Linked DNA regions of Mus musculus: all the other regions are linked to region 5. The links are chromatin contacts, called in public HiChIP or PLAC-seq and promoter capture Hi-C maps. All regions are on one chromosome and are shown on one strand. The core of a region is the stretch at or near the end of the contact, and the rest is flanking DNA. Distances in the headings are between cores, read along the strand shown.

Region 1 (2,700 bases), core at 22-2,521, 1.4 Mb before region 5:
ACCACGTTGCATGCATCTGTCAGCATTCATAAAAGTGTCTATTTTCAAAAGGCAAACTTACACAAGAAGAAGTTATATTAGTTATATTATACTTGCTTTTTATCCCCAAAATGCAGTTAACTGTAACACCCTGGGCACATGACCAATGGTATTAAAATGTGGTCAGATAAGAACCACCAGACATTGTTGTTATGGCCATTCCTGATTGGGGAGTGCAAAAATTAAGAATTGTGGGGTGTTAAGTAGCCTTTTGGGGGTAGGGAGAGGGAGGAGGCTGCAGACTAGATCAGCAGGAGAATTGTTGGTGGGGTTTAAACTAACCCTGTTCCAGCTAATATGGGCACACATCAGTCAATAAAACCATTCATTCACTAGTGTTCCTTAGGGTGCAGTTTATCAGCAAGTGGAGCCCTGGGCTCTGTACACCTCAGGTGCTCAATAAATTCTTTTCCTTGATTTGCCAGTAAAATATTCTGAGATCACTATTATACATCACAGGCGTATTAAACCCTTCAGCTGAGTCCTGCTGAAGTAGAAAGCCTCATGAGCTCACTCTGTCTCTGCGCTGCGCCACAGCAGCATAGCGGGAGGACTTGGAACACAAAGCCCAGATTGTCCTAACCATGTCAGTGGTTAGCTATGTCCATCGTGTCTCATTGGAGAGCCCCCCTTTCCCTGTCCAATGGGGATGTTCTTTATTCTCAGCAATAGAGCGACTTGTGTATCGTATAAAATCATTTACACAGGAGAGCTGCCCGGCCCCAGAAGTCTGCTTTGATAGGACACTGGGCTCCTTCCACACTCCTCTGGCTTATTCAGTTATGTGTTCTACCATGTTTAGATCAACGAGCTCATCCTGGTGCCTCCTCTGAAGCTAAGGAGGTGCCACCTAGAGCGTTCCCTAACTGTGACTTGGATGGATGAAGTAAGAAAGATGCCAGAGAGTCTGTAGAAAGAAAGGAAGCTTGCAGATTCTCAAGTTCAATGAGGCTTTAGGAGGCTGGAAGTCTCTACAAATAATGGCCTGCTTAGAAGAATATCAATGATTCTGGAGCCAGCTCTGACCATTTTTAGCCATCCCAGAAGCACATGCATTTAACTCCGTCTCCCCCTCACCTCTCAAGCCCAGCCTCTTGAATCTGTTATGACACAAATGGAATTACCTGGAAGGTCTGACCAGGGTCAGCCCCCAGAGCAAAGGGTGGCAGGTGCAGCTGGCTCTATTCACAGCCCTAGGGACTTGATGTATGCAAATGTTGAGGCCAATAGGCCTGGAACAATGGAGTGCCTTAATCCCCCCAGGCAAGGGGAGGAGGAGAGCCCTCATCCACACCTCACCCGTGTAAACTATGTAAAAGCAAAACTCACCCTAGCATCTACAGAATGGAGGCCTCTTTGAACACACCAGGATCCCTTTTCTTCAAAAAGAAAAGGAGGAAGAGGCTACACCTGCCTGGAGGACAGCCCACACTCACTAGGAAGAGGCCTTACCTAGCCTGAAGTTGCAGAGGCTATAGGGAATATTCAGGGGTGTTCTGCTAATTGGCGAAAGCCCTCAGGCATGATGGGGGTTAGTAAGGCTTCATTTGGCTGTCATGGAAGCACATTAGGACTGAGCGTCTGCTAGCCACCTTTCATTATTGAGTTGACTTGGCACAGACAAGCAGAGGAGCAGAGTCCCAGTTTTTTCTTTGTGGCTCTGAGATCAGAGAAAATCACCCTCTGCTTAGTGGCTAAGTGTTTCTGACCCCTCCTGGTCTAAGTGCAAGGAAGGCGGCTTCTATCTGCTCAAAACCTTTGACATCCTCCACCCCGGGGATCACCCTTTATCCACCTGTTTGCCCTTTAAATGAACCATCCAAACTGGCCACTTCCATGCATCAAGGGCAGAGATGGGTAGCACCCTGGACCTGATGGCCCAACAGTTCATTTGCCCCCTTCCCAGCTCATCTCTCTGTACAGCCACCAAGACTTCAGGTACTTACATTATACTTTGTGGGGAGAAAAAGTGACTTGCAGCAGGTAGGCAGGCAGGTGAGGGGAGTCTACATCCATCAAGCCATGGCTGTATTTTCACACCTCTCTCTCTCATCTATCACCATCATGATCACCGTTTTGGCTCCAGATGAACAATGTTCTCTTCATACTTTCCTTTGTTTCTGTGCCTCAAATTTCTTTGTATTAATTCCTCTTTGGGTGTAGATAGCCCCTTCTGAAATGGGAAGGAGTAGTGTCAGGAGAGCAGAGGCGCCCCACCGCCAGGTCTGCTCTGCTACCTTCAATAGTACAGTATGGCTTTGTTTCACCAACCCCTCTGGATTTCAGGCGAGTGTTCTCTGGGCCTTTTATGCACCAGCACAGAGACAACCTTCTCTACACAGTAGAATTTGAACCATGCCTTCCTATCTACTTGACTGAGAAACTTTCCCATGCTCTTTGTCAGACTTTCACCTCTCATGTCTGGTGAGAAGGCTTGTTTCTCATTACTGCTGTCCTAACCTTTTAGAGGGCAGCTGTCTGTGTACTTGGTCCCGGATAGTGACTCTCTTCTGAGTCTCTAGGATATGTGGAGTTTGAGCATCAGCAACTTCTGTATGAGGCACTGGAGGTGAGGGCCATGGAATTGCACTGGATATCTGCCCCAGAGAGATGCCAAGGGGCAGCTCACTTGCCCCCCTGGCTACTGAGGACTCTGGCTCC
Region 2 (2,700 bases), core at 138-2,637, 1.8 Mb before region 5:
AGCCTGTCATTAGGATCACCACGCCCTTCGGTGTAGGCAGCGGCCGTTCTTCCCAGAGGAAAACATTGAATGCTCAATGAATGCTCACGACAGGAGCACTAGTTGATTAGGTGTGGACCGAGTGCAGAGCTCTGGCTTCAACCTCTGCCATGCATCTCCTCTCAGCCTCCTGTGTGCCAAGCACAGGTACGACACCTGGCATTGGCAGGGAACTGAATAAAAATGTCACACATACTCTTTATTTTTAATCCGATGAGAAATTTTAAAAGATCATTGTCTGAAGAATGCTTCAAGTTTATTTTTTTATGTAATGAGCAAGCATATACAATTAGCTCAAGTAGCGGCTACTGTCAAAAAACAAAATAATATGGAACTATCTGAGTCTCCCAGGGCTTTATGACTCACTGCTCTTAACAGGTAGGGAGGGTGTGGATATGCAGGTAGAGACTTTAACACACGGGCTCCTTGCTCAGTCAGCCAATACAGGTGACCTGATGGTTAGTTGGGCACATCTCCAAGAAGAGCTGGCTAGCCTCTCCCTTCTTAACTCTGGGCGGCCACACTCAAGTGCCTATGAATCAGCTAGTTTCTCTGGCTGCTCTTCCTGCACCTCAGATGGCCACTTCTCTCACCCCTACCCCCATGGCCAGGACTCCAGCCAAGGCTGGGAGCCAGGCCAGCTTGCCTCAGGCAAACTTCGCCTGGAGCTTATATGCAGTTGTAAAATCTGGTTTTGCCAAGCTTAGGAGGAGCCGGATCCTAGAGCCCCACCCCTCTGTCCGTCTGTCCGTCCATCCGTCCGTCAAGCTTGGATTTTCCTCCCCTCCCTTCTCTCTTGGATTGGGGTCCCAGCCTAGCCCTCTAGATATGTACCCCGAATCCCAGTAAACCAGCATACTTTCTAGGTACAAACAGGGATAGCGAGGATGGGTGTTTTAAAGACTAGCCCAGTTAAGACCCCAGCGCAGGTCAGGTGCGCCAAGACCTGAGGTCCTGGCTGCTAGTAGGAGAGGTGATCCAGCTACACAGTCCCCGAATGGGCACAGTTCACTTCAGTGTTCCCGAGAACCCAGCACTGCGCACTTGGGGAGTGAGGCAGGGAGGTGGGTACGAAATCTAGCAATCTTTATCCATGTGCGCTGAGGGGACAGGGGCGAAGGTGCAATGTATTGGTCAACAGGGCCCGAGTACCACAGATCTAGGGAAGGTGAGAGACGAGAAGCCCAGGGTCCTCCAGCTTTAAGTAAAAGTCGAGGTTTTGCAGAGATCTGGTTTTTCCGGGGGTGTCTTTAAGTCCAAGTAACTGTCTGGCAGTCGGCGCCCCGCCCGCCCGCCTGCCCCCTCTCCTCAGGGAGGCCCGCCCTCCCGCACACGCTGACCCTGGGACACACCCTTCTGCAGCGACGCAAATAGGGCGTAGTTCCCGTTAAAGGGGAACACCGGGAGCCTCCCACTGCCCCCTTGCTTTGCGCGCGCGCTGACCCGCAGCACAGCTGTCTTTGGGGACGCCAGCAACCCAGTGGACGCACCGGAGTTTGTGCCTGAGGCTAATCTGCTCTGAGATAGCTGTCCCTTTGAACTGAAAGTAAGTTGGTAGGGAAAGTGAAGAAGGTGGTGGTGGTGGGGGGCATAAAGCTGGGCATCATCTGGAAATGCTATGCCTAAAGCGGGGACGGGGCTCTGACCCTCCATAGGGCCGCCTTGTGACAAGAACGTGGAGACCCCTTCCTACATCCTAGCCTACCGGAGGGACACACCTAGGACTGCCTCTGCATCGTCCAGACCAGGGTGGTGGCGGTGTCTGGATAGAGGGTTGCTGGGGCGGCCTTGTGATTCTTTCCAGAGGATGTACTGTTAAAATACACGAGTCTCTGGTCCTTCGGGTTCTAGCCGCAGGCCCTATGGTGTTCTTGGTCTCTGCTACTTGAAGCCATCCAATGAAATTTGAATTTTCTGGAAATCATGGGGAAAATCTTGCTTATATCTTCAGTGCATTCCTGGCTTTTTGTCTTTGATGTGTTCCTTGGGAGGAAAATGGACGTGTCTGGGATAGAATACTTGTCAAAACTAATTTAGAAGTCTCCTTGGTCTAAGGTTCTATCCTTAACTGGTTCACTCAGCTGCAGCCAGATTTTCACGGCTGTACACATTCACTATCAGGTCACCCAAGTTTTAGCTCCCTAAAGTCTGAAGTGGAGGGGGAGGTAGGGTAGGAGATAGTATCTTCGGACCTTGGAAACACGTCTTGCCTGCTCTGACTTGCGAGAATTCTCAGACTCAATCAGCCTCTTTACGCACTGTCTCCTTCCCTCCAGTCAGCAGCAACCAAGGGATAGGGCCCCTGGCGCATCTATTCGGGATGGGGCTTTGGACAGGGGTCCGCAAGTGCGGCGGGCTCAGCCTAGCTCTCCTTGGGGCCGTCCAGGGGGTGCCTGTGGAGCTGGCGGGGCTGAAGGCTCTTCACCCCCCGGGGCGCAGGGAAGGCGCGGAACCCTGCGCGCGGGAAGCTCCGGAGCCGGGCAATCCTCCAGCCCGCCTGCTCTCCCGCTCCCCCAGCCGCCAGCATCTAGGCCGAGCCGGGGGCGGGGCGGCTGCTCTCCGCTGGCAAAAACGGGTGGAAACTTGGAGGCAAGTAACGGAACGCGGGGCGCGCTGGGGTCTGGGAAACCAGCCTCGGGTGGCGGGCGACCCCAGGCCTCT
Region 3 (2,700 bases), core at 142-2,641, 1.8 Mb before region 5:
GGAAAAAAAAACCCAATAAACCTTGGTTAAATATTTGTCCTAGGAAGATACAGAATTGGCCCAGAAGCACGTGAATAGCCTTAGTCACCAGGAAAAGCTGGGATAGTAGGATGTTCCTTTACCAGGCTAGTTAGACTCTAAACTCTAACCACACACTTGGGTGAGGATGCAGGAGAACTGGATCCCTCACAGGCTACGACTGGGTATATAAACAGTGTGTCTACTTTGAGAATGTATTTGCAGTTCCTCAAAGGATTAAGGTTACTGTTTGTCCTAGCAGATCCTGTCCTCCTATAATCCCAAGAGAAACAAACTCAAAGTCTGTATCGAAACTTACACAAGGATGTTGTAACAGCTCCAGAATGGAAACAACCCAAATGACCATTGAGAAAGAGATGGTAAAATATGGTCTCCTCATGCCACAGAACACGTTTTATCTGTAAAAGGCTGTAATATATCATTACATGCTACCAAGTGGGTGAAGCTTCGACACATGATGTTAGATGAAAAGAGTCAGTCACAGAAGCCTGCCTACCATATGCTAGATTCTGTTTATAGTGAGGTTAAGAACAGGAGAACTGTATACACAAGAGTGGGCTAGTCATTGTGTAGGGCTGGGGGTGGGGCAAATAAGGATAAAGGGAGAATGGCAAAATGTTTCCTATCACGCAGAAGATGCTCTAAGCCTGGGGGTAGTGATGGTTCCACACTTCCTTTGTGAGACATACTAAAACGCAACGAATTTTGTGTGTGTGTGTGTGTGTGTGTGTGTGTGTGTGTGTGTGTGTGTGTGTGTGCAGTGACACCTGTGGGGTGTAAGCTCGCACTAATGTCATAGGAAGATGCAGCTGTGTGTTCAACTGTTCCTCGCCATCTCATTAAAAAAATAGAATGTCTGCTTTTTCTGTGGGTTTGATCATTGTTTTTTAAAGCTGTTTTTTTTTTTAATTTTACTTTATTTGTAAAGATTATGTATGTGTCTGGGTGTGGAGTCCTGCACACCTGTGCAGTGCCCACAGAGGCCAGGAGAGGGTGTTGGATCCCTTGGAGCTGGAATGACAGGCGTCGTTGTGAGCCACCTGATTCTGGTGCTGGAAAGCAAACTTGGATCTTCTGCAAGTGCCTCAAGTACTCTTGACCACGGAGCCGTCTCTCCAGCTCTCTGTTTATTTTGTTTTTTAAGGGAAGACATTCTTCTTTCTCCTGAAACAGCAGTAGGGAAGTTCAAACAGAACAGTGGAGATGAACAGTTAACATTTCTTTAGCAACAGAATCTTGGGTCCTCTCAGGGGATTGCTTTATGACATTTTCTTTCCGTCCTGAGCATTTCGGAGAATTCCTTTGACCTTAGGAATTTACAGCAGGGCAGCTTTGATTAGAAACTGCCCTTTTAGTGGCTGCATTCCACTGTGCTTGGGATTCTGGGAGCAACAGTCCACAGAATGGCGAGCACACCCAGCTGTTGAGAGCACACTTCCTATCTAGAAGCGTTGAAATTTGTTTACCTCTTTTCTCTTTTTCCTCCAAGGATGTGTGTGTGTGTGGCTTAATTCTTTGCTTAGCTTTTCTGCATTTCAGCATAGCTTATTTGCAGCATTGTCTGCTGTTCACAGACTAAAAAAATTCCTGTAGGAGATATCAGAAGAAACAATTGGGCTAACTATTGTTTAGTGGGGTTTGGGTTTTTTTGTTTCTTTGTTTTCTGATTGGCTGGACCTCATGTCCTGGAGGCCTTCATCTTCCCCTCTTTCTGCCCTCATGATTTAAAGCGAGGTTTTGTTTTGGTTCGTTCTTGCTTTGTTTTCTGTTTCTCATCCATATTTTCAGCATAGTTTTTAGGTAAATGGGGCTTCGCACAGGACTTTCCATTTTGAAGACAGATAGAGATATAAACGAAGGGGCAGCTGGGGGCAGTGAGTACGGCTGGTTTTCTTGAAGGTTTGATAGGATCTGGTGCTGAGTAGTTATCAAGCAGACGCTGGTACCCCAGTGCTTTCTCAAATCCTTGTCTCCTCATCTGTGTCCTGTTTAAGCATCTGAATTCTTGACATGTCTTAAAACGTATGTGTTTCAGAGGAAGTACCATCTTTCATCTGTATCTCCAAGTTTGTTTTCATGGAGTGTTGGAGACAGCTGTAACAGTCATCTTAATTTCCTGTTTCAATTTTCTTTCTTCTTCTTAATCGTGTGCACTTGTGCCTTCTCATCTTTAATTTTTCTCCACACTAGGCCTGGTAGTGTTTTATTTCTCTTATTTGATAGGAAAACATTATTTTTGATCATTTCTGCAGTTTTAGCTAATACACAGGCACTCTGCATCTCATGCTTTCCTCACTTTATGGTTATCTCCCTGATCTGTCCTCTGATCTGTGGTATTTTTCGCTTTATACAATATATTCAGGAATGTAATGAATAGCATGATATAGTCATTAGATTAAGAATTTCTTGCTTCCCCGATGACTCGTATGCTTCAGAATGCAGTGTGGCTCTGTCTGTCTTAGCGCATGTTCTCTGCACATCTATACCCTGTACCTTATCATTGGCATCTCTGAAGACGGTTCCTTCATCTAAGCTTTTAAACAGTTAACATCTTGTGATGTCCCTGCTTTGACACGAACTACATACTTTTTTACTGCGAATACTTCTTCGGTGTCTTGACCATGTTATCTTTTTATTATTTCTGTCTGTTATGACATTGGG
Region 4 (2,743 bases), core at 200-2,699, 2.0 Mb before region 5:
CAGATTTGTCCCTGTGATATTGTGGAGGGTCTTCCATGCTTTCTTACAGTATTTTACTGGATAAGAATTAGAAATCTCAGGGCAAGCTTAGCAAAGTATACTTAGAATCTTCACTACAGTCAGGCATTGCAAACTACATCACATATTAGAAGAAAGTTGGTGAATTCTTCTGACAAATGGAGATTCCCTACAGATACTTAAGAACAGCCAAGTTACTCTCATATGCAAGAATTTACCAAAGCCTAGGAAAAAGGGGGGCTGTGGTATTGCATTATTCAGGATAAGGTCTGCTCCAGCAGAATGCCCCTGGTGCTAGCTTTCACAAGGCTCAAAGAAGTAGCATAAATTGTGACTAGGGTGTGAAATCCTTACCTGACATTAGCTGACTCTACCCAGGGCTGTTTTATCTTTACTGTAAACATTGCCTGGTTCCTGCCAGTCCTTTGAAGTCATTCCTCTGTTTTGTGTCAGATACTTCAATGTACCTTGCCTGTTGTGATACCCTACTCCTTTGTTTTCTGTATTATATAAAACTGATGCTAACTTTGACAAAATTACATCCAGATACAGCACTCCCTGGTGTCCTGTCTGTTTGTTACCCCCCTTCTCGCCAACTCCTTGCCCACCTGTAACCAGAACCCCGAAATTTCTTCCGCAGGTGGAGGGAGGTGGATTGGGGCTGGCCCACAGCAGAAGATTTCCCACAGATTGAGGGGGGCCGACTGAGCCCAGTCCGTGGCACCTGTGTATACTAAGCAAATGCTTTGCCTGACCCTTTTGTTTTTTCATTTTTATTCTCCCCTTATTGTTTTGCTCATTAACATAATCGTCTTTTTTGACCTTGGCTTGAAGGTGATATCTACTTCTGATTCTGATCCCTGATTTGCCTGACAAAATGGGAACAAATCATGGCTGCAAACCCCCACCACAGTGGCCAAAGTCATGCCAGTCACTTGGCTTTCCTTGTCACCGTGGACCCTATCTACTAGAGCTGTGCACCTGAATAAAGCTTTCCTCTCTAATTGCTTCTGTTGGGTAATTTGTTACACTGAGGAGAAAAGAAACACAGAAAGTAACAACCTTCTTCCAGCCCTCAGTTGTCCCAGGCCACATCGCTGCGTAGGTATGATAGGAAGGGCCAAAATTTGAGCTTTCCAGCTTAGTAGTTTCAAAATACTATCTTTAAAATAGGAAGGAAGGAAGAAGAAAGGCAGAAAACGCAAATCAGAAGAAAGAACGTTCACCTTCATTTTCTTGGTGATTGGCTGCTCAGGGTACACTGGATAGGCTGTGGGGCCACCCTGTGGCCCAAGCTAGAGCCTATCCACTTCCTTTAGCTCTTCTGCATTGTCCAGGCTTCCTGTGGCCCTTGTGTACAGTGGGAGGTTGGTATGAGGTTAATGTTTGGAGTGGGTGAGTGTAGGAAACAAAAGCAGATCTTTACACATTTGTCCTTCTCTGCTTCTTTCTAATAGAATCTTGAAGTGTCCACGGAAACAGGCTCCCATTGTGTGTCTCTGACCAGGGCCTTCTGAGCTGCTTTGAGAGATCCGGGAAGTAAAACTTGGCTCCTTGGAGAAGCAACTACAAGAGAGCCTGACTCTCGGGGACCCTTTCCTGGGAGTCATTTGAGTCATGTATTGGATACCTGTTCCCCTCCTCCAAACATCTCTGTGTTTGAATTCTGATACCACAGGCACTACAGGTGCTTAAACTTTGTTTCTTGTCCAAGATGTGCCCAGTCAGCTCCAAACAACCAGTGGCAATGCACAGATCCTGGACCCTTGCCTCCTATTTTTAGAGACCATGCTGACATTCAAGGAAGGGTGGCTGTGAGCCTGGGAGCTCTTCCATTTGGGTGAATGAGCTATGAGTCCTGTTCAGAGGAGAAGAAAGTCACCTGCCCTCATCCCAGTGCCACCTCAGCATCCTCCCTGGGAGTTCAAGTGTCAATCACAGCTCCCAAGCATCTGCAGGACCTGCACCAGGAGCAAGCCTCTTGGCCTGTGGAATATCTTCAGGGGTTGTTGGTGTTTGCCTTCCTCGGTGGAGCAGCTGGAGGATCTTGGCTCCACCCACACACGCCCACCAGGGCATGGCTCCTGTCACCTGATATCTGCATCACAGGCCAGAGGCAATGAGAATTATGGCTGCGTTTACTGAGTAGCAGACACGGCTGTGGACCATGTGTATTACATCACAGACTCCGTGAGGCGGCTGTTTATATTATCCCCATTTTTATCACAGCCATGTGTAGGGATTCAGTGAGTCTAAAAAAGGTCTTTAGCTCACTGTAAAATCTCAAGAGTGTTGGCAATTGCACACATCAATCAGGGACATTATGTTAGTAGTTTAAAATTACCCACTCACTAGTGGAGTAGTCGCACTTCAGAAACTGGCCATCACTGCAGTTCAGGTGTTTGTGTGCATGTGTGCATGTGTGGGTGTTTTGTGCCCTCCTCACTTTTATAAAAATAAATTAAAATTGGCCTCTCTATTAAAATCAATGTACTTAAAGAGGAGACCCTTCCAAAACTCTTTGATAGAGGAGACATCTTTTTCTGTAGCTTGCTGTCACCATATGGATCATAAAATCCAAGGAGAGAAGAGTGGGCTGTGCCTGCAACAACCTTGGCAGGGAGGCAGGAATTGCAATGATGGACAAGAGGGCCGAAGAATGCTAAGGTGCTGCCTAGCAAGCCAGTGGGGTTTGGTATCCCTGGAAGTGGGTGCCTGTGTCCTG
Region 5 (2,700 bases), core at 19-2,518:
TCCAGCTCCAGCCTCAGAGCCACCTGACAGTCCAGCCTCAGACATCTGACAGTCTCCCTGAATACTTGTTTAAATACATTTCCTGCAGGTGGCAACATTTTCTTCTCCATAAATTTCTATTATTTATTCTGCGTATCTCTTTAGTGCCACTCAAAGCACCGACCATCAAAGGGCCTTTAGCCAACCAAGCATGCCAAATACGACTCTGGCAGGCCTTGGCTTCACCGCCATACCCTCCATCTTGCTAAAAATCATTAGATTACATCCATAAAGCTAGACACCAAGGTCTATTCCCTTATTTGACCATTTTCTCCTCTTGAGGCTGACCACTAAGGTCCAGCTAACAAAGCACTGAAGTCCAGCCCCTTGAAAAGCCCCCTTTGGCTTATGTAATTAATATACACAATCAAAACAAACCAACTTATCCTAACATCGGATTTTTTTTTTAACCTTTATGAACTGTTATTTGCCTATGGGTCGGTCTCCTCCCTATCCAGAGGCAGCCCTTCGTGTTTCGGGTGCAAATACTCCTCTCTCCTCTCTCTTGACCCTTTTCTCTTCGTCCTAGTCTCTATCTTCTTTCTTTGTCTCTTATTCACTGCCTTTTGTCTCTCTGGGGAAAATAAATCTCCTTTGTTCTGAGAACTTGGTCTTGGGGTGTCCTAAGTCGACTTTCGAGGTCCCCACAGCCATGTTAATTCTAAATATCTCCCAAAGATAAGCACTGTTAAACTATTTCCGTCTTGAAGTAAGGAATGCAAGGCAGAGAGGACCGGCTCATAACAGCAATAAGACGCAACACTACGAAGTTTACTTAGTCTTTTCATCTCTATTCTCACGCCAAAACAAAGAATATCATCTGAAATGTGTTCTTATGGTGGAAATCAAATTAGCCAGATCTATCTCCCATGAGATCGTCACCATCATCATAAGCAAGAACAATGCAAACTTGGAATACTTTTGTCGAAGGGCAGAGCTCCTGACAGAAGACGATGAACCTGAAAAAGACTCAGTCCTTTCCCAGTAATGCCTTTCGAGTACTTGCACTCTCAGAAGTCCCGCTTCCGCCAAGTGACAGTAACCGGAAAACGTCAACAGGGAAAGCCGGAACCGGTGAGGGGGGCGGGGCCTCCGGCGACGCTCTAGCTTTCGCTTACTCTACGTCCACCTTGATTGACAGACTCCGAGCTCCAAGGCTCGTTACGATTGGATGCGGAGCTTTGGATGGGCGGGCAGCTAGCGCGGCGGCGCGCTGATTGGTCAGTTCCGCCATGCGGTGGAGGGGCGGTGCTTGTGGCGGCGTGAGGGGTCTGGCTGCCTTGTCAGCCTGGTGTGGTCGGGTGCATGTGGGCGCTCCGCTCACTGTTGCGTCCCCTTGGCCTGCGCACCATGTCGCAGGGTTCGGCTCGTCGGCCGCGGCCATCCAAAGACCCACTGCGACACCTGCGTACGCGGGAGAAGCGCGGCCCGGGTCCCGGGGGCCCGAACACCGTGTACCTGCAGGTGGTGGCGGCGGGCGGCCGGGACGCGGGGGCTGCTCTCTATGTCTTCTCGGAATACAACAGGTCAGAGTGGGCCGACAGCCCTGGGGGATTGGCCCCAGCGCCACGTGCTCGGGAGGCCTCCTGTCCAATCCTGTATATATCCCTTACCTCCCTTAGTCAGCATGGCTTTCAGGTATCCGGGCAAAACTTCCCGTGCCCCGACTCTCACCATCACCATCCCAAAGCGGGGGCCTCACCGTGAGTGTGTGGGCTAGACCGGTTTCATAAGTCGATGGGGAAAGACATCACTCCCCATTGATCTATACCAAACTACACTCTTCCGTCACTAACCAAAGAGGGCTCAAAACCTACTAGGCAGTATGAGAACCCTGTCATTTATGTCGCTGTATCTACAGTAAAGCATTTTACAGAGTATACTTGTAAGTACAGTAATGTTCCTCCTGTAGGTACCTTTTTAACTGCGGAGAAGGCGTCCAACGACTTATGCAGGAACACAAGTGAGTCAACTCCTGGCTTCTGGGGTGGAGATGATTATGGGCTTGAAAGCTGAGGTGAGAGGCAGATGAGACTTCTCAGCAGACACGGTCTCTGGTCGTCTTTGTTTCATCTGGCTGAAATGTATGTTTTTTTCTTAGACTGAAAGTCGCTCGCTTGGACAACATCTTTCTGACTCGGATGCATTGGTCAAATGTTGGGGGGTTGTGTGGTGAGTATGTGTTTGGAGGTCAGGGGCCGGTGGGAAGTTTCTGGGGGCTTAACATGGCTTGCAGCTCATTTGTTCATCTTCCTAGCCCAGGGGAGATAGAATTCCTGGTACACTAGCTTAGTCAGCTTGAGTAGGGGGTGTGAAAACCTAGACTCGGAAAAGTAGGCCTTGATATGGTTACAACCTCCACCTGGACCACAGATTTAACAACAGAGTGCTGTGGTGGGTGCTGATCAGACTCTGCAGCTGGATTCAGACACATACTGTCATCCAGACTGTGTGGCTGCCAGATTTTGAAAGCATAGTAGTATGGGCAGAGGAGAGAATGAGGTAGTGGACTGTGCCCTCCTCCCCCTTGCATAGCAGACCCTGCTCTGATGCATGGTTAGATCAATGCTAACATTATTTTCTCTTTATGTATTGTATAGTTGCTTATACCCTAGAACAGGGACACGTAGGTAAATAACTAGTATAGCCAGAAGCACCCCA
Region 6 (2,700 bases), core at 189-2,688, 1.5 Mb before region 5:
ACAAGTGCTGGGCCCTTAGGGGTAACAGAGCAAGGAGTCCGGGATGCCCTGTCACCAAAGAAAGGCACTTTGCTAGTTTAGACAATTATAGACAAGACAACTGGTTTAATTTGCATTAATTGAGGACTGCGACTGTCGCACTGGTTTCAGCAGTGACAGATTAAGAATGATGTATGTGACAACCCACAGTCAAACACGTGATTGTATTTTGATGGGAAAACAAACAGCTTGGATGTTGTTTTAAAGCTATTTGCTTTGGGTCCTCGAAGTTGACTAGAATTTTCAAGCAGGCCTAATGCAGACTCTCTTCTCATCTTCTTGCTGTCTCTGGATTCCTTCTCTGGGTGGAGCATGGGATGTTGTGATGGCAGCTCCACCACTGTCCTGCTGCAGGGCAAAGCCGGACTGGGGCATAGTCCCACCAGCTGACTTTCTGTTTGTATTTATTCCATTAGTCCAGCTGACAATGCTCAAGGATAATTCTTCATATTGAAAGAATAGCCCTTCTTTCTTGTTCTGTTGGTTTTTTTGGTTTTAAATTAGAGCATACTCTACTTTTATTTGTTTATTTTTATTAGTTTAAATCTGTGAGGGGTACACCACCACCCGGGTTCTGTGTCTTTGCAGGCCTTTGCAGGAAGGCTTCTTCAGAATTTGGCATAAATCCTGTTACTGTTTCCAACCGGTTCAGTGGAGAAAGCCTTCCCTTTATTTCCATGAACCCCGAGAGAAGCACAGGAAGGTTAGGGATAATCGTTGAGGCTTCCCCTTACAAAGCTTGCAACATCTACCCATTGCACGGGTAGGCAAATAAAAACTTGTCGAGGCCTGGAAAGTTCTGATAGTTGCTGATGATAAAACTCGAGAGAATTCTCTAGCACCCTGGTAATGAGCTGAAGCCCAAGGCTAATAGCGTTTCCCTTTCGTTGGGAATTATGGGGAAGCTATCGTGACATTTGTATTACCCCAGAGAGATCTTCCACTAGAAAGCTGAGCTTTGAAGTAGTATTGGATTTGCTCCATTGAGTCTGAAAGGTTTGCCACTGGTTTTCGGGAGACTCACCCCAGCCAAAGCCAGGCCTCTGGGAGGCTTTATTCCTAGGCTCAAGTAAACAAACAGCCTCAAATGGCTGAGGCCACAAACAAAAGTCAAGGGGTGGGGGTGGGGTGGGGTCCGGGGCCACGGAGACATTCCCACATTCCAGTCTTTCCAGCTCTGGGGTCCTGTGTTCAGAGCATGAACCCTCCAGCCCTCGGCTCCCATCAGTATGCCTCTTTAAGTGGTGAGATTGTTGCTGGATAATTCTAAATGACCAACACACGCTAACAAAGCCGATGTGGGCAGAGGAGATAGAAAATGGGTGGTTGGGGCAGATCCACGAGGGCTCATTAATCTTCAGTAAATTAAAGCTCATCACCGCTCCGCCCCTCGACAGCTCTTTGTCTTGCTAATTCACATTAGGCCAAGCCTGGCTTCACGCTTTCAGGCTTTTCAGAGGTGAGGGCCTGTACAAAGCTGCAGATGTGGAAACCCGGAGAGACCTTTGCTCCGAACGCTGCCTGTTAACATTAGCGCGCTCCCTAGGCCCACAGAAGAACGTTACTGTGATTCTCTGGCTTCAGAAGACTTCCCAGGAAGCAACTTGGGAGTTTAAAGCAGCAGGAAGAGAGGTGGGGAAGATGCAGAGGTGCCAAGGCCCACCTCCGCTGCAAAAACTCAAAACAAAAGTAACATTAAACAATGCGTGGTTTTGTTCCTCAACACAGAAATGTAGCAATCCCCAGTGTTACAAAGATGGGGGAAATACAATCTTATCATATAGCTAGAACAGACATTTCTGACAGAAGTCTGGCTAAATAGCGATTGAAAATATGTATATTCTGTAACCCAGCTACTCCACTGTTGGAATTATTCTGCTGATGGAACGTTGTATAGATCCACAAATATATGTACTAGCATAGGTACTGAAAACCATCGTGACAGGAAAGAGGGGAGGAGTAATGTTTATGTGCATAAAAATAATACCTGTAAAGTTCAGAATTTCTGTAAAACAAAATGAAGCCCATCTTGGGACAGTTTGTAAAGCTATCCAGAAAGTAAGGCTGAAGTACTAGAGATTCCTTTGTAGCCAACATCCTGATGTGTTTTATAAAACCAAAGATATGTTTTGTGGAGCACGGTACGGTGTGGTGGGAGGGGGTTGACTCAGCAGGCCCATCCTGAGGCATCCCTCTGCAGTGGTAACAGCCAACAAAGAAGGGTGTAGTATAGAATAGAGTTTACTTAGGAACATGGGAAGGAGTGTTGAGAAGGAAGTAGAGGCAGAGATGGGACAGAGATGGGGACACACACATACACACAGAGAGAGAGAGAGACAGAGAGAGAGAGAGAGAGAGAGAGAGAGAGAGACAGAGAGAGAGAGAGGCAGAGAGAGAGAGAGAGAGAGAGAGAGGCAGAGAGAGAGAGAGAGAGAGAGAGAGAGAGAGAGAGAGAGAGAGAGAGAGAGAGAGAGAGAGAGAGACTGAATAGTCCTTTTATATGTGAGCCAGGCTGGTACCTGGTTGTTGCTAGGTAACTGCTGGGCGGAGCCTAGAGAAAATGTAAACAGATCATGCCCTTCAAATACCATAGTTATGCAAAACCCTTACCAAGGACAGTTTTCATAGACTCAGCCCCATCTAGTGCCCTGGCTGTGGAAT
Region 7 (2,700 bases), core at 178-2,677, 1.6 Mb before region 5:
GAAGAGGGCATCAGATCTCATTATAGATGGTTATGAGCCACCATGTTGCTGGGAATTGAACTTGGGGCCTCTGGAAGAGCAATCGGTGATCTTAATAGACTAAGCTCTCTCTCCAGCCCTGTGATATCTTCTTGAACAATGGTGACTTTATCCTGTTTTGTCATCTCTCATGTGACTTCCCAACAGCACAAACTCAAATGCTGTATTACCACTACCACGTAAGCGGATTATGGACCTAGATTTTTAGCCAGTGTCTCTGCTGGCACCATCTTCCTGTGACAAACCATTCAGTGATCTATCTCTTAATTTAACTTCTGGAAACCCTGCTTTCTCAACCTCAGAGTCAACAGTGCAACCCCCAAGCCACACCCTATTCCAGATGTGAACACTGTCACCTCATACACCGTTTTACTCAGTCCCTACTTTCTGGGCTTGCCTGTCCCCGCCTAAGTGTCTGCACTAAATCCTTTGGACGTGCTGGCTTTATGTCACTCTTCCTTGTTTCCAAGTGTTCTTCAAATTGTAACCTTGTCTGTCTTTTTCTCTGGTATTCAAAACTCTGGCAATCTATAAAACAGAAGCCAGCACTTGCCTTCTTCAGTATTTATGTGTCCTGGTCTTGTTGCTCCCAAGAGAGTAGAGTAGAGCAAGCTCACATGGCCCTTCAGGTGTATATATATTCATTTCATGCTTTGAGGTCCGTTTTACTTTGGACTCTGGAAATGTCCCCCACTGCCTGGAAGATGACATCCTTGCCTAGGATCCAGCTGCCGAATTTCCCCTCTGCCTTAATTCTATTTCCAGCCCCAGTGGGCCAGTCTCTTCCTCAGCCCTCCATCTTTCTTCCTGACCTCACAGTGACTAGGCCACAGAAGAGCAATACACAGTAACGACTACTAATATTTATTTAGGTTAACAGTGTGTGTGTGTGTGTGTGTGTGTGTGTGTGTGTGTGTGGACTGCTGCAAGCAATTTCTCTCATTTAATCGTCCCCAAACAAACAAAACAAACAAAACAAAACAAAGAGAGGCACCCTCCCCTCCCTTTAGGTCTGAGGTGGGTAAATGTTTTTTAGAAGGAAGCCTCAGAGAGCCCCGGCTACTTCCATGGAAACAAAGGCTGTTTTCAAACACCGTTAAGAAACTGTTTCTATCTTGGGCTTTCAATGACCCGGATTGTACATGTGTGGAGCCGGGAAGAAAGAAAGGAAAGAGGGATAAAAAAAAAAGTGCCACGGGAAGCTCTTCGTTTAATGCATTGGTTAATTAATCAATTAATTTTGGGTTATGCACAGGCACTTTCTTCTCCGAAATGTGGAAAAAGCGGGGCTTTGTGTGTGTCCCGGGAGCTCTCTGAAGCTGGAAGGTGCCACACAGGCCTCCGGCTTGGCTTCCCCTTTTCTCCCCAAGGCCCATCCTTAGGTATTTCAGTGTTGAATAAACAGGCCTGGAGTTGTGTGCCCAGTTCAGGACACCCTGCTGCGAGCATGTCCTTAATACCAACAATGCCACGCTTTTATTCCAAACTGACCCCACTGACCCCCAAAAGTTTGTTCCCTCAACTGGGTCTCCTTGGCCCTTTCATTCCCCTGAATTCCCTACACAAAGCCCTTGTCACATCCACAGTCCTCTCGAAACTAAACTGGGATGGGAAGAGAGGGGGAGTGGAAAAGAAGTTGAAAATAGCCAAACCTTGATCCTCCACCTAAAAGAGACTGAAGACATTAGCATGTTAAACCGTCTGCGCGGCTCGGCTTCCTCACCCACCCCCACCCTCACTGGAGCGCATTCTTTTCGAAAATCCTGAGAATTGGGGCCCAAGTCTCCGTCTGAAGGAGCGACAGGTCAGTGCAGATAAGAGACCCCACTGCGACAAAAGCTCTCCTTTACATCCGTGATTGTCGCAAGTTTCGAGGAAAACATTTACATTCCGAAAGGAAGGCTCTGGTTTTCAGTAGAGGAAAAAAAGATACTTGGGGCGTCGGAGTCGCTTTCCGACCCCTCCCCCAGCTTGTTTGTTTATCTTTGATCTTCAGGGGCAGTATTTCAAGGAAGAACAGCATCACTAGCTATGGGGAAAAAATGTGTTTTCTGCTTGTTTTTTTTTTTCTTTTTTTCTTTTTAATCTTTTAATTATCCAGTTCCTCTCTGCCACACACCCACCATGCGTGGAAAGTGCCGGCAACGCTGAGATGGAGCGACTTCAAAAAGGACTCTGACCTCCGTGGCCTGTTCCTTGCTTTCTGTTTTACTTTCTTCTGGCTCAGTGCAATGAGAGTCCGCCAGTACGAGAAAAGCAGAATACAGTTAAGTTTTTCCTCGAGTCTCAAGGAGTTCAACGCATGCATTATCTCGTTTGCTTCGATAGATTTATTTTAATCTCCCATCATGCATTAGCTCCTACAACCCTTTGACGCCAAGAGTCGCCTCTGAAGACATACAGTGACAATGAGAAGCCTTGTGATGTTTTGAGGATTCATGGGGATATTATGAATTGAAGACATCCCAGTTGGCAGGAAATTCACATGGATTTAACTATTTTAAAGAGAACAAGCGACAGGCAATTAGCATATTCACAACATTGTCAAACAGTGTTCTATTTAGTTCCAAAATATTTTCACCACCTCCAAATAAAATTATAGAACCATCAAAGAGTTGATCCTCACTGCTTCTTGTACCAGTTCCATGGCTTTAACAGTCC

The links. Promoter capture Hi-C pulls out the DNA fragments that hold promoters and counts their contacts. HiChIP or PLAC-seq counts read pairs in DNA pulled down with a chosen protein or histone mark.
Region 1: a contact with region 5 is called in a promoter capture Hi-C map of stem cell-derived epiblast-like cells, with 7 times the contacts expected there. The contact joins the enhancer-like site here to the promoter of Elac2 in region 5. A contact is called at or near these places in 7 of 39 promoter capture datasets (the 3T3-L1 cell line, cranial neural crest, embryonic stem cells and 2 more) and 1 of 115 datasets of contacts at active chromatin or transcription factors (astrocytes).
Region 2: a promoter capture Hi-C map of hippocampal neurons shows a contact between it and region 5, with 10 times the contacts expected there. The contact joins the promoter of Pmp22 here to the promoter of Elac2 in region 5. A contact is called at or near these places in 14 of 39 promoter capture datasets (the 3T3-L1 cell line, 3T3-L1-derived adipocytes, the SN4741 cell line and 8 more), 7 of 484 Hi-C or Micro-C datasets (the N1E-115 cell line, cortical neurons, embryonic fibroblasts and 3 more), 9 of 115 datasets of contacts at active chromatin or transcription factors (the NIH/3T3 cell line, astrocytes, embryonic forebrain and 6 more) and 2 of 9 other capture datasets (adipose tissue and embryonic stem cells).
Region 3: a contact with region 5 is called in an H3K4me3 HiChIP or PLAC-seq map of pro-B cells, with 17 times the contacts expected there. The contact joins the enhancer-like site here to the promoter of Elac2 in region 5. A contact is called at or near these places in 11 of 39 promoter capture datasets (the 3T3-L1 cell line, HPC-7-derived erythroid cells, cranial neural crest and 7 more) and 1 of 115 datasets of contacts at active chromatin or transcription factors (pro-B cells).
Region 4: a contact with region 5 is called in a promoter capture Hi-C map of 3T3-L1-derived adipocytes, with 7 times the contacts expected there. The contact joins the promoter of Cdrt4os1 here to the promoter of Elac2 in region 5. A contact is called at or near these places in 8 of 39 promoter capture datasets (the 3T3-L1 cell line, 3T3-L1-derived adipocytes, embryonic stem cells and 4 more) and 1 of 115 datasets of contacts at active chromatin or transcription factors (astrocytes).
Region 6: a promoter capture Hi-C map of embryonic stem cells shows a contact between it and region 5, with 6 times the contacts expected there. The contact joins the enhancer-like site here to the promoter of Elac2 in region 5. A contact is called at or near these places in 5 of 39 promoter capture datasets (cranial neural crest, embryonic stem cells, frontonasal cranial neural crest and 2 more), 4 of 115 datasets of contacts at active chromatin or transcription factors (embryonic stem cells and stem cell-derived neural progenitor cells) and 1 of 9 other capture datasets (embryonic stem cells).
Region 7: a contact with region 5 is called in a promoter capture Hi-C map of embryonic stem cells, with 7 times the contacts expected there. The contact joins the enhancer-like site here to the promoter of Elac2 in region 5. A contact is called at or near these places in 16 of 39 promoter capture datasets (the 3T3-L1 cell line, the C10 cell line, the HPC-7 cell line and 10 more), 2 of 15 datasets of contacts at CTCF or cohesin (the NIH/3T3 cell line and stem cell-derived epiblast-like cells), 83 of 484 Hi-C or Micro-C datasets (the 3T3-L1 cell line, the AtT-20 cell line, the C10 cell line and 47 more), 8 of 115 datasets of contacts at active chromatin or transcription factors (PVALB interneurons, astrocytes, bone marrow-derived dendritic cells and 4 more) and 2 of 9 other capture datasets (embryonic stem cells and liver).

Annotation. Positions count from the first base shown.
Region 1 is chr11:63,532,495-63,535,194 of GRCm38.p6, forward strand. No RefSeq gene overlaps it. Among named protein-coding and RNA genes, the nearest start is that of Gm40016, 70 kb to the left of the region's middle. Within about 2 kb of position 1,272, at least 18 of the 459 cell types and tissues checked have an H3K27ac peak or open chromatin away from gene starts, as enhancers often do. A contact at or near this core is called in stem cell-derived epiblast-like cells, where this site is marked.
Region 2 is chr11:63,130,070-63,132,769 of GRCm38.p6, forward strand. It overlaps Pmp22 (peripheral myelin protein 22), which reads left to right and starts at 1,388. Exons shown (of 5, transcript NM_008885.3): 1 at 1,388-1,585.
Region 3 is chr11:63,167,705-63,170,404 of GRCm38.p6, forward strand. No RefSeq gene overlaps it. Among named protein-coding and RNA genes, the nearest start is that of Pmp22, 38 kb to the left of the region's middle. Within about 2 kb of position 1,392, at least 42 of the 459 cell types and tissues checked have an H3K27ac peak or open chromatin away from gene starts, as enhancers often do.
Region 4 is chr11:63,002,685-63,005,427 of GRCm38.p6, forward strand. It overlaps Cdrt4os1 (CMT1A duplicated region transcript 4, opposite strand 1), which reads right to left and starts at 1,450. Exons shown (of 3, transcript NR_126547.1): 1 at 1,245-1,450.
Region 5 is chr11:64,977,767-64,980,466 of GRCm38.p6, forward strand. Elac2 (elaC ribonuclease Z 2) reads left to right here and starts at 1,269. Exons shown (of 24, transcript NM_001362983.1): 1 at 1,269-1,565; 2 at 1,952-2,002; 3 at 2,141-2,211. The coding sequence starts at 1,345.
Region 6 is chr11:63,453,898-63,456,597 of GRCm38.p6, forward strand. All of the region lies in intron 2 of Gm40016 (a long non-coding RNA gene), which reads right to left. Among named protein-coding and RNA genes, the nearest start is that of Gm40016, 8.8 kb to the right of the region's middle. Within about 2 kb of position 1,439, at least 44 of the 459 cell types and tissues checked have an H3K27ac peak or open chromatin away from gene starts, as enhancers often do. A contact at or near this core is called in embryonic stem cells, stem cell-derived epiblast-like cells and stem cell-derived neural progenitor cells, where this site is marked.
Region 7 is chr11:63,411,039-63,413,738 of GRCm38.p6, forward strand. No RefSeq gene overlaps it. Among named protein-coding and RNA genes, the nearest start is that of Gm40016, 52 kb to the right of the region's middle. Within about 2 kb of position 1,428, at least 45 of the 459 cell types and tissues checked have an H3K27ac peak or open chromatin away from gene starts, as enhancers often do. A contact at or near this core is called in differentiating embryonic stem cells, embryonic stem cells, stem cell-derived epiblast-like cells and 3 more, where this site is marked.